5 separate regions of the Mus musculus genome follow, and all the other regions are linked to region 5. The links are chromatin contacts, called in public promoter capture Hi-C maps. All regions are on one chromosome and are shown on one strand. Each heading gives the region's core, a stretch centred on a gene start, on an enhancer-like site or on the middle of the called end of the contact. The rest is flanking DNA. Distances are from core to core; before and after follow the strand shown. Region 1 holds the start of Boc (biregional cell adhesion molecule-related/down-regulated by oncogenes (Cdon) binding protein). Region 2 overlaps Boc (biregional cell adhesion molecule-related/down-regulated by oncogenes (Cdon) binding protein). Region 3 overlaps Boc (biregional cell adhesion molecule-related/down-regulated by oncogenes (Cdon) binding protein). Region 4 holds the start of Cfap44 (cilia and flagella associated protein 44). Region 5 holds the start of Slc35a5 (solute carrier family 35, member A5).

Region 1 (2,700 bases), core at 164-2,663, 600 kb before region 5:
TTCTTCCACAGCCTTCTCTACCACTTGACCCACAAAATCACTTCTCAACCTTCTCATAGTTAATAGAAACAAAACCCCAGTGGGACACCACACACACACACACACACACACACACACACACACACACACACACACACACCTCTTGCTGATGCTTTACTCTCACAGACACCTCTGGATGCCAATTAATTCAGTGCCTCCCATCCACCGGTCCAGCCAAGAAGATTTTTTAAGAGCTGTTTAGCTTTTGGTCTCCCTTGGTCCCTGACTTAGGATTTTCCTTTTAAAACCTCGCTGATAACTTCTCCCCTTAAAGAAGCAAATCGGTGTCGAGTGTGGGCTTGTTCCCACCGCTTGGCTGTGCAACCAGGGCACCCTGTCAGCCCTTCGGGGTGAGTTTGGGAAGATGTCTGAATCTTCCTACCACCGGAGCAGCTTCCGGGAACCGCGGGAGCTAACCGAGCCAGACCGGGCAAGAGAGGGAAGCCCGGCGGCCCTCGGCTGGGCGGAGGAGCACAAGCAGTGGCGGCTCCGGGAACTTCGTGCGGCGTCAGGCCCTGACTCTAGTCGGATCCAGTCAAGCGCTGGGATTCCGGGCAAGAGCCCAGCTCAGAGATCGGAGCGCAAGCCCGAGTCCAGCTCACCGCTCCAAGCTCCAGTCTGAGCCCCAGCCCAGCGCTCGAGCTCCAACCCAGAGATCCAAACTCCGTCTGAACCCCAACAGAACACCCTGAGCCCCAAAGTGAGCCTCCAGCTTGAAACCCAGTCAAGCACTAGGGGCCCCAACCCCGGTCCTAGCCTAGCTGCCGGAGCCCCAGGCGGAGCCCCAGCCCAGCGCTTGGAGCCCGCGCCCTGCAGCACGTCTCCCGGGAGCCCTCGGCATCCCAGGACGGGCGGCCGCCTCCCACACGCCTCCTATCCCCAAACCAACAAATAAACACAACTTTTTATGAAAAGAAAACAAACTTCAGCGACATGACTCACCTCGCCTGCAGCCGGAGCCTGGGAAGAGGGGGCCGGGACTCCGGGTCCCGCGTGGTGAAGCGGAGAAGGGCCACACGGCCCCCGCGCACACCGACACACACACGCACAGCGCGGTGACACAAGAGGACACACACCACGGCAGAGTGGCCGCAGCCGGAGCAACAAAAGAGCCCAGGACCCAGAAGTTGCGGCCGGAGGAGGAAGGGCTTGTGTGGCCGCGGCGGGTACGAGGTGCGAGAGTGTGAGAATGCGGCCGGCCGGAGCTGACACCAGCGAGACCCAGCTCAGGGTCCCCACTGCAGGAAGCCAGAGCCGTGGTGGCAGCGGCGGCAGCAGGCGGGCAAGGCAGAGGACGCCGCGCCCAGCGCACCCAATCCCTCCATATGGAAGACGCTTTTTTGGATGACTGAACTTGCAAACAATTCCTTCTTTTGCTTCTCCTGCCTAGGAGCCTCCCATTACCGCTCGAAGAGGGGAGGGGAGCCGAGGAGGCGGGGAGGAGGGGGAGGAGCAAAAGGGAGCAAAGCAAAAAAGTCTTGAAAAGGAAACTGGAGTGGGGGGGGGGGGGAGGGACCACAAGTCCCCCCCAATTTTAGAACAATTTTTCCCTTAACGCCTACTTTCTTTGCACTGCGTTAAATTCCCTCAGTCCTTCCAAATTATTTTCTTTGACCACACCAAAAGTGCCTTTCTCCCACGCGCGGGGGTGCCGGTCCACCCTGCTTAGCTTCACCTTGGACCCTTCCCTTGGCCAGCACTACCCCTCCTTCCCGTGCTGGCACCCACTTCTCAATTTCTCTATCATTCTGAACAAACAAACAAACCTACCAGATAATGCAATAAAAACAAAGTTACAATTAATAAAAGCAGGGCAATCCCCCAACCACCATCACCTAAATAAATAAATAAACAAACAAACAAATGTAAGGCAGGGCAAGGGCAATTAGGAAAATGATAAGAAACCTCATCATGGCAAAGCCATAAAACAGCCTTCCCAGACACTTGGCTGGCAGGGAAGGGTTTGCCAGGTCTTTGGCTTGACCTCCCCTTTCAGCATCCTAGGAAAGGGGTGGGGGGTGATGTCACGGAGAGTTAGTCCGTTACCTCCGTGTTGGTTGGAGAGAAAACATGCACACAGTAATTTTCAAACCCATTGTCGGGAACTTCTTTGGACAAATTGTTACAACGTAGATGGATGGGCTCCACCTCCAACTTCTGATTCAGCAAGTCTGTGCTAAGAAAGGATTTCTTTAGTTTTCAGGTGATCTGAAACTGTTAGTTCGGGTACACATTTAAAAACAAACAAACAACAACGGCAACAAAAACGCACTTTCACACACAAGCCCAATACTAAATTAAGTTGGCAACGCTAGATTTTCTAAAAATGCACCAGACTCTGTGAGAGTTTCTTATCCCTTATATTTTAGGAGTTAAGCCATTTGTCAAAGCCTTGTTCCAAGGTGGAGAGGAGGTGGCCCTTGGAGTGGGTCAGCCAGGGAAGAGCACGGTGAAGAGAGGTGCTGTCTTCCCTGAATGGCAGAACTGTGGCCTTGGGACTCAGAAAGTCACCATGTGACAGAAAAGAAATCACTTAAAAATTTTTTTTAGGTCACGGTTTTATTTTCTGTTGCTTTTGGTTGTCCTCAGCACATGATTCCAATTGAAGCAGTAGGAGGAAGGGAAAGATTCCACATTTTCCAGCATTCTTTCCTCCCCGAG
Region 2 (2,752 bases), core at 253-2,752, 620 kb before region 5:
AGGAAGTGCAAATTAGGTCGTCAGTGATGAACAGCGACTTAAAGCTACAGTTTAGCTATTTTCATCGGCATCTTCCCACCCACTCCCAATATTCTAGTTATGTACACAATTTGCCTCAAAGACAGACAGACACACAGACATATAGACATACACAGACACACACGTACATGTACACAGACACACATAGACACACAGACACGTACACAGACACACACAGACATGCACACATATATACACACACATGCATACACATACAGACACATAGACTTGAACACATACACACACATCTCACACACACATGCACACATACACACACACACACTCATATACATACACAGACACACACATACACACACACACACACACACACACACACATACATACACAGACACAGACATACACACACACACATACATACACAGACACACACACACATATGTTGTACCCATATACACATAGATACACAGACACACACACACACTCATATACATACACAGACACACATATACACACACACATAGAGACACACAGACACACACATATGGTGCGCCCATACACACATAGACACACACACATGCATGCACACATACACACACAGGTATGGACACACAGACACACACATACACAGACACACACACACATAACACAATAAACACACAGACACACACACATGCACACATACACACACAGACATGGACACACTCACAGACACACACATACACAGACACACACACATATACCCATACACACATAGACACACAAACACACAGACATGCACACACACACACACACACCCTCACATACACACACAGACACACACACATAAATGCACACACACACACACACACACACCCTCACATACATACACAGACACACACACATGCACACATACACACACAGACATGGACACACTCACATACACAGACACACACACACTTGTACACATTCACACACATGTACATATACACACATAGACACATACATGCACACATACACACACATCACACACATGCACACACATAGACACACAGACACATACACACAGAGAGACAGAGACACACATACACGCACACATACACAACATCACTCACACACACACACACACACACACACACACACACACACACACACACACACTGAGTGAAGCTGCAGCTCTGGCTGGTAGCTATACTTTAGGATCATGACAGTTTACTTTCCCATCTGACCTTATTCAAACTCACTTTCTTCACCCCCTCCCTGACCCCCAAAGCATACACACGGAGTCCCTTGTCCCACCCCTAACCTTTCCTTTCTCAATTACCAAGCTCTTTTAAAACGCCTACACTTTAAATAAATACCACTGTGTGAATGTGAAGCAGGCTGCAGTCCATCTGTCAGTCAGTCAGCCCCTGCCTTCTGCTAAAAGCCCCCACCTCGCCCCTGCCAGCTCTCCCTAACTCATGAAGCACGGAGGCCTTAGTGCAAGGCTGGCACATACAGGGTAAACAAACACATGGAGTCTTGCAGCTGGACCAGGGGCCGCTGTTTATGCAGGAGCGAGTGTGGGGAACTGTAGCCAGGAGGTGATGGGAAGAGTGAGCGAGCAGGCTAATTCTAGTCTCCAGCTCCCAGGCTCCCACCACCACCACCAAGGAAGATTTCCTGCAGAGGGTCTGCCATTCCCAGGTCCAGGGCAGGAATGTTGCTGCAACCGTGTAAGTCCTGGAGGCAGACACGCTGCCATCTTGCCTGTTGTTAGACACCAACAGCCACCCCAGTACATGGCTCCTGACAGGGGCACAGTAGCTATTTCTTAATTACACAGACAGATGAACTGGTTTCCTCCCTGGGTCACAAAGTTCCAGTGTGGGTAGTGAAGGATGGTGTTGGGACCGAGGTCGGTCGGTGAGTATTGCCTAAGACATTCCAAAACCCTACCAAATGATAAAAGATGCTCCCCGACTCACACCAAAAATAATTTAGAGAAATGCTATGCATGAAAATCCAGTCAGATTTCATTGCTGCCGACCTTTCAGAACCTTTAATTTTCTGTTACACAGCATGAATCACCAAGATAGAGTAGGCTCCGAGTCTGTAACCACAAGCTTGGACTTACATGACCCTTGGTCGGGGGGTGATTTGAGAGTGCCATTTTTTTCTTAGAGTACCATTAATGATGAGGATTTTTGCCAAACACATTTTTTGGACATGCTGACCTAACTTGAGAGGTTCTTGGAGATCCAGTTTTGAAATTAAAAGAAAAAACAAACAAAACCCCATATGAACGTGTGGCATGTAGTTGTTTGGGGTGTCATAGAAAAACGTAAGGAGAAAATTTTAATATCAACTATGTCTGAAGATTAAGAGATTTATACTTTTCACTTAAAACACCAGAAATTGTTAAAGTCAGTTTATATTATCACTTTCATCATTCAAAAGACAAATTAAAAAAAAAAGCCTATCCAAACTACTACCGTGACGTCATCAAACTTGCTTTCCCCTGTACACCTGCTGACCTCATTTCTCGATAATCCCTTGAACCCCCAAATGTTATTTGTCTCACTCCCAAATCATGGTTTGCTGTGCTGGGTTCGAAGATGAGGTCCTCCTAACCCATTTGTAAGCATCATCTTTCCTGACTCCACGGCTCTGCTGCTCTCTCACGTCACAGACATGGACTTTGCAAAAAGGGAAAGTGGGCCTCCTAGTTCCATCAGCGACCTTTAGAGAGCCCCTTTTCCTAACAGCTTTGTTTCTTTACTAAGCTGTCTAA
Region 3 (2,700 bases), core at 137-2,636, 650 kb before region 5:
GTGGCATTGCTTCTGTAAGTGGCCTCGGGCAGTATTGGGCTTTCCTGAGCCCTAAACTGTTCTACCGATGGACAGGGGGGTTGCACACCTCACCAGATCCTTTGGTTGTCTAAGACACACCCAATGGCTTAGCTTCACCCTTGAGTTATCCTTGAATAAAAGTACCTTGCAAATGGAAAACCACAAAGTCACCTGCTAAGGACAGGGGACCAAGTAAAGCGACAGCTGATGGTGCTCATGAGCTCAGGGAACCTGGCACCTGGAGAGTAACTGGGGTTATGGCTTGGGCAGGCCTCTCAGAAGCTGAGCATCCGAGGAATGACTAAGCGCTTGCCAGTGGGTAGCCAGGGCACACAGACCACTAAAGCCAAACAGCACTGTAACTCACCAGGCTGGCCTAACCCAGTGTTTCCTAAGGCGGACATTTAGCACAGTTCCATCCTTTAAGCCTCATGGATGCCTTTACTCAGACATTCTGGTATGCAGAAAATGCAAAGAGAATAAGATAGGTCGGTCCTAGACAGGGGTGGGGGGGGTCTTCTGATCTAACGATGAGATAGGTTAAGGTCAACATAAGACAGATCACCAGAGTGGTGCTCCCAGCACCGGCATCAGCTCCTCCACCAACAGTCCAAAGTAGGCTGCCCCAAGCTGCATACAATCTGAGGAGGAAGCTGTAGATGCCAGCTTTGTGCCTTGTTTGGCAGGCCAGGACAGTGGATAAATATGTTTGCTCTCTTTGAGAATTTTTTTTCTCCCCCTGCCAATCCAATTGTACAAATAATTTTGGCTCCAAACAAAACTCTTTCCTGACAGCCATGGAAACATGACATGAAATTTCTCAAACACACTTTCTGATGAAAGCATGCTATGCTGTCTTTTATTTAAATAAAAACCAGTTTCTATTGGGGGGTGGGGTGGGGTTTTTGCATCTGCCAAACAGATTAGTTGTCAAATCTTTTGTTGTGTGTTGTTTTCCCCCTCAGCTGAGGTGTGGTTTCCCATATTTGAAAGGTGGAAAGGCTAAGAATGGAGGAGAGATGAAAGAGACCGGAGGGTAGGAAGTAAAGGCAAAAAAAAAAAAAAGAAAAAGAAAAAATCTAGTTAAGACAAGAGAGAGAGAATTATGGCTGAGAAGAGAGAAGGCAGAAAGAGGCAGGCATGTGAGGGGAAGGAAAGGAAAAAAGAATCTATTTTGCAATGTTATTAAATGATTTGCAATAAACTGGCTTAAGGCTTGAGGAATTTTTTTTTGCTTGAACCAATTAAAAAAATATTTTTAAAAGACATAAGAGAACATGAAATGCGATTAGTCCTCAAAGACAAGTCAAAGATGGAGCCACGTCTCCACCGAGTCTGGCAGCCAGATGCAAGAGAGATGTATGCAGCCGTACTCATTTCCCTGACTGCAGTGCCTCTGTGAGGTAGTGCTGGCACACAAAAAGCTGCAGTTTCTTTTTGGACCCGATGAGAGTTTGGAAAAAAAAATACATTGAAGAAAGAGAGAGGAGAAAAAGATTTACTTGCCAACAACCCACATCACACATACTTCTCTGATCATCCAAATATAAATATAAATACAAACTCAGCAATGGGAAAATTCATGTAAATCCTGGTGGTCTCGACTCATCAGAGGCAAAGCTGGATCCCAGCACGGTCTTTGACAGGGCGGGTGGCCAGCACAGGGAGAGAGGGGAGGGTGGAAACAGGAGCCTAGCAGCTCCGAAGGGAACAGACATCTTCAGCAGGCCCTTGTAAACAGAATTCCAGGTTGGAGAGGCAGGACCACTATGCTGGGGACAGACAGGTTCATGTGGCCCTTCTTTCTCCCCACATATCTGTCAGCACGCATGCACACACGCACGCATGCGCACTCGCACTCGCATGGATGCGCCACAGTAACAGCTCTAAGAAGCCATCTTCCACCAGCTTTTGTAGGATCTGGTGGTTGAATTCAAGTGCCAGGCCTGCATGCAAGTGAGGCTACTCACTGAGCCATCTTGCCAGCCCTCCGTTTTGTTTAATATCCTGTACATGTTTAAAAAAAAAAAAGTATTTATTTATGTATACAGTTGTACTATAGCTGTCTTCAGACACCAGAAGAGGGCATCAGATCCCATTACAGATGGTTGTGAGCCCCCATGTGGGTACTGGGAATCGAAATTAGGACCTCTGGAAGAGCAGTCAGTGCCCTTAACCGCTGAGCCATCTCTCCAGCCCTCCTTTACTCTTTTTGACTTCCATCAGTTTTTTTCTAAAAGCCCTTCTGTATCACCAACCTGTTTTAACAAATTCCTTGTTCACTCTTTCTATATATGTCACACACACACACACACACACACACACACACACACACACACACAGAGTGAAATTAGGATTAGCCAAAATTAGCACAAACGTGTAGGAGAGTAATCTATTCCACTCAAGGGGAAGCACAGAAAACACAGGAAGTTTCAACTATAAACACGGACAAAACAGGAAGTCGTAGGAAACAACGCCATAGGGACAAAACTGCAAAAAGAATGGATTGCCCACTTCACACGTAAAAACACCTCAAAGGGAAAATAGCTCCACTCGTAGGTTTAGCTCATGAGGTATTAAAGTGTACTGTTGCTTTCCTAAAGAGCCGGTTCACTTGCTTAACTGAGAGTATGTTGTCATGATTTGAATATGCTTGGCCCAGGGAGGGTCACTATTTGG
Region 4 (2,700 bases), core at 112-2,611, 760 kb before region 5:
GTATTTAATATTTAATAAAGCTTGCTTCAAGTTTGGCCTAAAATGGTGCAATTGGTTTTTTCCTGTTAAATCTCAGGATTAACAACAGTATCTTTATTTTGGCTTCTCACATTCAACATGATTTTGAGATTGACCCACGTTATGTGTGTCAATTGATAAACCTTTGTATTCTGTATTAGTATTTGATTGTATGACTGTGCCATAATTTTGTACTTAAGTGTCCCGATACCAAATGCCTGGACTTGTTTCCAACTTTAACCTGTTACAAATAAACATACTATGAAGGAGATTAAATATTTCATTTGTCTTAGATGCAAAACTAGAGATGAATTACTGCCTTACATAAGAATGCATGATTAAATTTCAAGAAATTAAGTGGTTTTCTGACATCCCATTTATACTCTCACTAGTCACACATACCTTCTCTTGTTACTACTAATCCTATCTAGTATTTGGTCAGTCTTTTTTTTCTTTCTCGGTGGCTGAGTTGTTGCATCTTAATTTGTATTTCATCCCTGATAGTGATGCCTTACCTATTTGGTCTGTTCATTGGTATTTGTATGCCTTCTTTCATAAAGTAGCTTCAAAACTTTTTGTTCAGTTTTTGTTGGGTTATTTGCCTTTTTATTAAAGGCATGAGCCGGGCGATGGTGGTGCACGCCTTTAATCCCATTACTTGGGAGGCAGAGGCAGGCGAATTTCTGAGTTCGAGGCCAGCCTGGTCTACAGAGTGAGTCCCAGGACAGCAAGGGCTACACAGAGAAACCCTGCCTTGAAAAACAAAAACAAAAACAAAAACAAAAACAACAAAACAAAACAGGAATGAGCTCGTCATATATTTTATATACAAGTCCTTTGTCCAATACATACCTTGCAGATTAAAAACAAAAACCCAAAATTAATCCTCTTGCTGCTGCCCACCTCCTACAGCAAGAATTCACAACACAACCCTTATTTACTTTTTAAAAAACACAGGTAAGCTTTAGAAAATACTCGTCTTCGATGTTGATGTATCTGGAAGCTGCCTTCTGCAGCCAAGACCACACCATTTTAAGTTTTGTTTTTAATTGGCAAATAATTGCCTTAGGACCCTTTGGCCGGTTTGGAAAGTTGGGCAAGTACCCAAATACTCTGTCATCTGGTTCATAAATTGTTGGAATGCTGGGCTTCTGTTTCCTGAGGGTGGGGGGTGTCGCAGTAGCTTCTTCCCCAGGGCACACGGACGACTCTGTGGCAACACCTCAGTTTAGGCAAAAACCTTGGGGGATGCTGCGCATGCGCCTAATAGCCTGCTGTTCCCCTCCCCCAACATCACTACCAGCAGGCGGAGGGACGTTGCTATGGCAACCGCAGTAAACGGAGTCCTTGGGCGGGTGTGACTAGAAACCAGCTGCTGTAGCGAACACCTCCGGTAAGTGGGCTCTTAGCCTGGGCCGGGCTGTCCCCATAAGTCTCCCTTAAATCTGGTAGCGACTCAGAGAGCAGTGAACTCCACCTTCTAGGTGGAACTAGTATGGTCCAATTTCTCTGGAACACTTCCCCGGTCCTCCTGTGGTAATTCAACGCAAACATCAGAAGCAACCAGTGCGGGTTAGACATGCACAGCTCCAGCCTGCAGGGAACTGGTGATGCAGGTTAAGAAGCAACCAGGTAGCCAGAGAAGTTAGGTCACCACAGAGGGAAGAAGAAAGCCTGCTGGAAATGTGCCTGGGTCAACAAAGCCACCCCTGCCCACCCTTAGCTGTGAGCCTTCTCAGTGGGCCCTTCTACACTATTTTCCTTATCTGGGGGGGGGGGGGGAATGGCTGTGTTTGCCTCCTAGGGTTCTTGTTAAGATTTAAATGCAGGCCAAGTGTCTCAGGAGTGCAGCTGAACGCTGGTAATAGGCAAAGGCGGTAGGGAGCGAGTGTACAGGGTATTCGTTAGTCATGAGTAGTCTTACTTGCCTGCTTAGTAAGACACCAGAGAAAAGGGGCCAAAGGGGAGTAGGAACAGAGTGGGTGTGAGATGCAGCAGCGATCTGCAACCTCACCACGAAGGGCTTTTGCACCGTGATGAGGGTTTGTATTGCATTCTTCTGTGATGGCAACAGAGTCAGTCACTCGATGACGAAGCTGTAACATAGTGGTGCTCTGGTAGCTCTCTCAGGAATACAAAGGGCAAGGCAGAAAACAGATTAAAAGATTGGCAAGGTGGCTCGATGGGTTAAGGCACTCGCCACCAAGCCGGACAACCTGAGTCCCATCCCTGTCACCTGCATGGCGGAAGGAAAGAATGTCCACAAATTTGTCTTGTGACCTCCACACATGTACCCACCTACCCACAAAGAAGATATAAATAAATGTAACGAAAAGCTGAAAATTTAAAGGTTTTGTTTACTCTTGTTTTATGTGTACGAGTCTTTGTCTGAATGTATATCCGTGTACCACATGTGTGCAGTGCTCACAGAGGCTATAAGAAAGTATTGACTGCTCTAGGACTGGAGTAAAGATGGTTTTGAGCTGCCACAGGAGTGCTGGAAACTTGACCCTGGTACTCTGGAATAACAGCCAGTGCTCTTAACTGCTGGGGTATCTCTCCTCTCCAGCTCCCATGAAAAGAAAATTTAAAGATAAAATGGATTAGAGAAACAGAGTAGGAGCAGAGGGTATCTGCAGTGACAGGGACAGTGAGCCTGGTACTTAAAGAGGTGAGGACAAG
Region 5 (2,735 bases), core at 207-2,706:
TGGGCATCTGGGTATAATCAGATGTTAGATACACTGTGCTTTACCTTGCACTTAAATGATCCAAATTTCATCCAGGGTTAAAAAAATGTTGCCAAGGAACACACAAGGTTAAAGTTTAAATTTTCAATACACTTTATCATGGACACAAAGCATAGTACTTTAAAAGGCATCACGTATAATTTATTCATAAGAACACCAGGCAAATGATTAAAAGCACCCCATACACATTTCCATTTTAACTCACCTTCATTGGCAGAGTATTTTACCAGTAAGATTCGACTTGAACTTAGAGTAATGAATATAATGCCTAGCAGGAATGTGTACAGCGTTGGTGGGCCTAACCCAGGGCGCCTGGAGCATTTTCTTTCCATTCCACGGGTTTTTAATTGCCTTAAGAAGATCACTTTCATGAGCAGCCCCGTCGGCAGACCTAAGGATTAAACACAATGCAAAGACTGAAGACTGTGAAGAATAGAAAAGGAAACCTGTAGAAGTCTGGCCACAACTACAGCAGACGGAAGACAGCCGAGGACAACAGAGAGGACTTAAAGGAAACAAACCATACTGCCAACATCTGATAGGAGAGGCAAGTCTCAAGACAGAGAGGGGATGGCCAGATTGGAAATAAGTTAGGAAATGTGTAACTGACAGTTTGGGACTGCAGAAAAGCAGTTTATTCGTATTAACTTTGGTCCACAAGGAATGAATTTTGGAATGGCCTTTCCTTTCAGAGCAGAAAAAGAGCTCACTGGGAACGATTCTTTTACAGAAGCGACCTCAGTGCAAATAGTTGAATCACAGCTAATGACTCTTAAGTGAACCAGGATGGGACCAGAAGGCTCATCTTGGGTCAGTGAGCCTAACTGGTCGGTCTTTCACGACAGATGGTCACGAAACTCCAGGCAGGGTAAATACTTGCCCAACGCGCACAGGTAGGATGGGAACATAGAGCCGTCAAGGGCCGCAGACACAGGCCCAAATCAGAGAGCAGGTGGGCACAAGCCAATGGACAGAAGGCCAATGGGTCAGCACTCCTCCCACCTCCACCAGGTTTCCCTCACTGTCAGGGAAACCCTCCCACACATGCGCAATAGGAATCGCGGGCGGCTCCCAAGCCCCTTAACACGCTCGAGCCACAACACTCAGCCCGCGAGGGCGCGGTTACCTCAGTCGCTCAGGGAAGGTTCTAGTGCAAGAACGGACATCATAGAGCCGACATAGTGACTGCCTAAGTTCGTAGTAGCAGCAGTAGGTTTTGAAGGCCCATTGGTGGGGAAACTATGAGCCGGGAGCAAAGGCGACAAAAAACAAAAAACAAAAACAAAAACAAACAAAAAACAATAAAAATCAACCCTTCTCACGCTGCCTTCCAGGGCTGGAATACAAAGCTAAGAGCCGCCCGCTAGGGAAGAGCAGCCTGAGCGGCCATTGCGCAGGCGCGCTCATTCCAGCGCTTCCGGGGGGCGGGCCGGAGGGAGCAGAGGCCGGCCGGTCCCGCCCCCGCGGGCCTCCTTTTGTCACGTGTCCTGGGAGAGTCGAGTCACGTGAGGCCTTAGGTGGCGGCGGGGCTGTTGGGAGAGTGTGAGAAGAGGAAGGGGAAGCCGGAAGGGGTGTTCAGTGGAGCTCCGGGGAAGAGAGACAGCTTGGAGAAGGCCGGGGGCTGCGCGCGCACCCGCCTCTCGCTCAGCCGGCTTGGGCCCTCTGCGGTGGCGGCCAGGTGACAGCTGGGCCGGGCCTCCGCGTGTCGCCGCCCCTCCCCCCCGGCCGGGCCGGTGCCGCTGCGAGGTTCGATGCCAGTCGGGCACGTCCGGGGCAGTTTTTGACTCCCCTGTGGCCCGGATTGCGACAGTCCCTCCGTGCCCTATCGCTGCTCCAGCCCCAGGATGCAGAATGTGATCAACACGGTGAAGGGAAAGGCTCTGGAAGTGGCCGAGTACCTGACCCCGGTCCTCAAGGTAAGCGGGGAGGGTCTGGCTTGCTCTGCCCTGGTTGCCCAAGTCCCGGTCCCCAGCGTGGACGGGGTGTAGAAGGTGGAGGGGCGAGTCGCGCGGCCGGGTGCTGCCTCTTGCCTTGGGCTCCTGGGCCAGTCCCAAGGCTTGCTGGCTTCCCCGCTTCCACTAGAGTGAAACTGGGTGCCTGCTGTCTCCACTGATCAGTGCCGCCTTGGAGTGCACGGCTAGGTGGTGCGGAGCAGAGGTACGAACGTTCTGACATCCATAGTCTTTTAAATAGGTAGACTGGGTTAACCTTTGAAAAGATGACAGCTTGGTGGCTAAACAGCATGCCACGTTTCCTTCCAAGTTTCATAGGAAGTTTTGCTTTTCGGGTGATCTAATTCCCAACTTGCTTAGGTTTCAGAGGAACATAGTAAACTGTGACATGTTAGTAACTCTGAGCCGAACTAGAGCGAAACTTGACGTTTCTCAAGCCTTTAAGGTAGCCGTAAGTGATTATTAATCTTGGACTTGAGTGATCCTACAGCAACAGTTCAGCACAGCCGATTGTATATTGTATAGATTGGAAACACTATTGACATTTTTAGGTGAAAGTTGTGATAGGTTAGCTGTTAGCACAGATTGGATTACTTGCTTTCAAAAGTAAAATTTCAGGGCTTCATTCAGAGCTTTCTTACACCTTCTAGGCTACATACGGTAACTTGATTTTGCTTTGTAAAAAGCAAGCAGTAAAAGAGAAACAGATAATTTTGCGTAGTTTTTGTTCTGTACTTAGCTTTC

Evidence for each region. Promoter capture Hi-C pulls out the DNA fragments that hold promoters and counts their contacts.
Region 1: a contact with region 5 is called in a promoter capture Hi-C map of neural stem cells. The contact joins the promoter of Boc here to the promoter of Slc35a5 in region 5. A contact is called at or near these places in 2 of 39 promoter capture datasets (3T3-L1-derived adipocytes and neural stem cells), 1 of 115 datasets of contacts at active chromatin or transcription factors (trophoblast stem cells) and 2 of 9 other capture datasets (liver and macrophages).
Region 2: a contact with region 5 is called in a promoter capture Hi-C map of hippocampal neurons, with 2.3 times the contacts expected there. The contact joins the enhancer-like site here to the promoter of Slc35a5 in region 5. A contact is called at or near these places in 4 of 39 promoter capture datasets (the 3T3-L1 cell line, 3T3-L1-derived adipocytes and hippocampal neurons) and 1 of 115 datasets of contacts at active chromatin or transcription factors (trophoblast stem cells).
Region 3: a contact with region 5 is called in a promoter capture Hi-C map of hippocampal neurons, with 3 times the contacts expected there. The contact joins the enhancer-like site here to the promoter of Slc35a5 in region 5. A contact is called at or near these places in 6 of 39 promoter capture datasets (the 3T3-L1 cell line, cranial neural crest, hippocampal neurons and 1 more), 1 of 484 Hi-C or Micro-C datasets (hematopoietic stem and progenitor cells), 3 of 115 datasets of contacts at active chromatin or transcription factors (bone marrow-derived macrophages and embryonic stem cells) and 1 of 9 other capture datasets (embryonic stem cells).
Region 4: a contact with region 5 is called in a promoter capture Hi-C map of hippocampal neurons, with 4 times the contacts expected there. The contact joins the promoter of Cfap44 here to the promoter of Slc35a5 in region 5. A contact is called at or near these places in 13 of 39 promoter capture datasets (the 3T3-L1 cell line, 3T3-L1-derived adipocytes, the SN4741 cell line and 8 more), 1 of 484 Hi-C or Micro-C datasets (olfactory sensory neurons) and 3 of 115 datasets of contacts at active chromatin or transcription factors (astrocytes, embryonic forebrain and embryonic stem cells).

What each region holds. Positions count from the first base shown.
Region 1 is chr16:44,557,457-44,560,156 of GRCm38.p6, forward strand. It overlaps Boc (biregional cell adhesion molecule-related/down-regulated by oncogenes (Cdon) binding protein), which reads right to left and starts at 1,414. Exons shown (of 19, transcript NM_172506.2): 1 at 982-1,414. It overlaps Mir3081 (microRNA 3081), which reads right to left and starts at 673; the gene lies at 590-673.
Region 2 is chr16:44,537,114-44,539,865 of GRCm38.p6, forward strand. All of the region lies in intron 1 of Boc (biregional cell adhesion molecule-related/down-regulated by oncogenes (Cdon) binding protein), which reads right to left. It overlaps Gm30064 (a long non-coding RNA gene), which reads left to right. Exons shown (of 2, transcript XR_876086.3): 2 at 1-16. Among named protein-coding and RNA genes, the nearest start is that of Gm30064, 8.1 kb to the left of the region's middle. Within about 2 kb of position 1,503, at least 48 of the 459 cell types and tissues checked have an H3K27ac peak or open chromatin away from gene starts, as enhancers often do. A contact at or near this core is called in hippocampal neurons, where this site is marked.
Region 3 is chr16:44,509,340-44,512,039 of GRCm38.p6, forward strand. The region is part of intron 3 of Boc (biregional cell adhesion molecule-related/down-regulated by oncogenes (Cdon) binding protein); the gene reads right to left. Among named protein-coding and RNA genes, the nearest start is that of Gm30064, 20 kb to the right of the region's middle. Within about 2 kb of position 1,387, at least 38 of the 459 cell types and tissues checked have an H3K27ac peak or open chromatin away from gene starts, as enhancers often do. A contact at or near this core is called in hippocampal neurons, where this site is marked.
Region 4 is chr16:44,393,438-44,396,137 of GRCm38.p6, forward strand. Cfap44 (cilia and flagella associated protein 44) reads left to right here and starts at 1,362. Exons shown (of 35, transcript NM_001033247.1): 1 at 1,362-1,411.
Region 5 is chr16:45,157,217-45,159,951 of GRCm38.p6, forward strand. Slc35a5 (solute carrier family 35, member A5) reads right to left here and starts at 1,457. Exons shown (of 7, transcript NM_028756.4): 1 at 1,166-1,457; 2 at 245-430. The coding sequence starts at 410. It overlaps Atg3 (autophagy related 3), which reads left to right and starts at 1,613. Exons shown (of 12, transcript NM_026402.3): 1 at 1,613-1,955. The coding sequence starts at 1,884.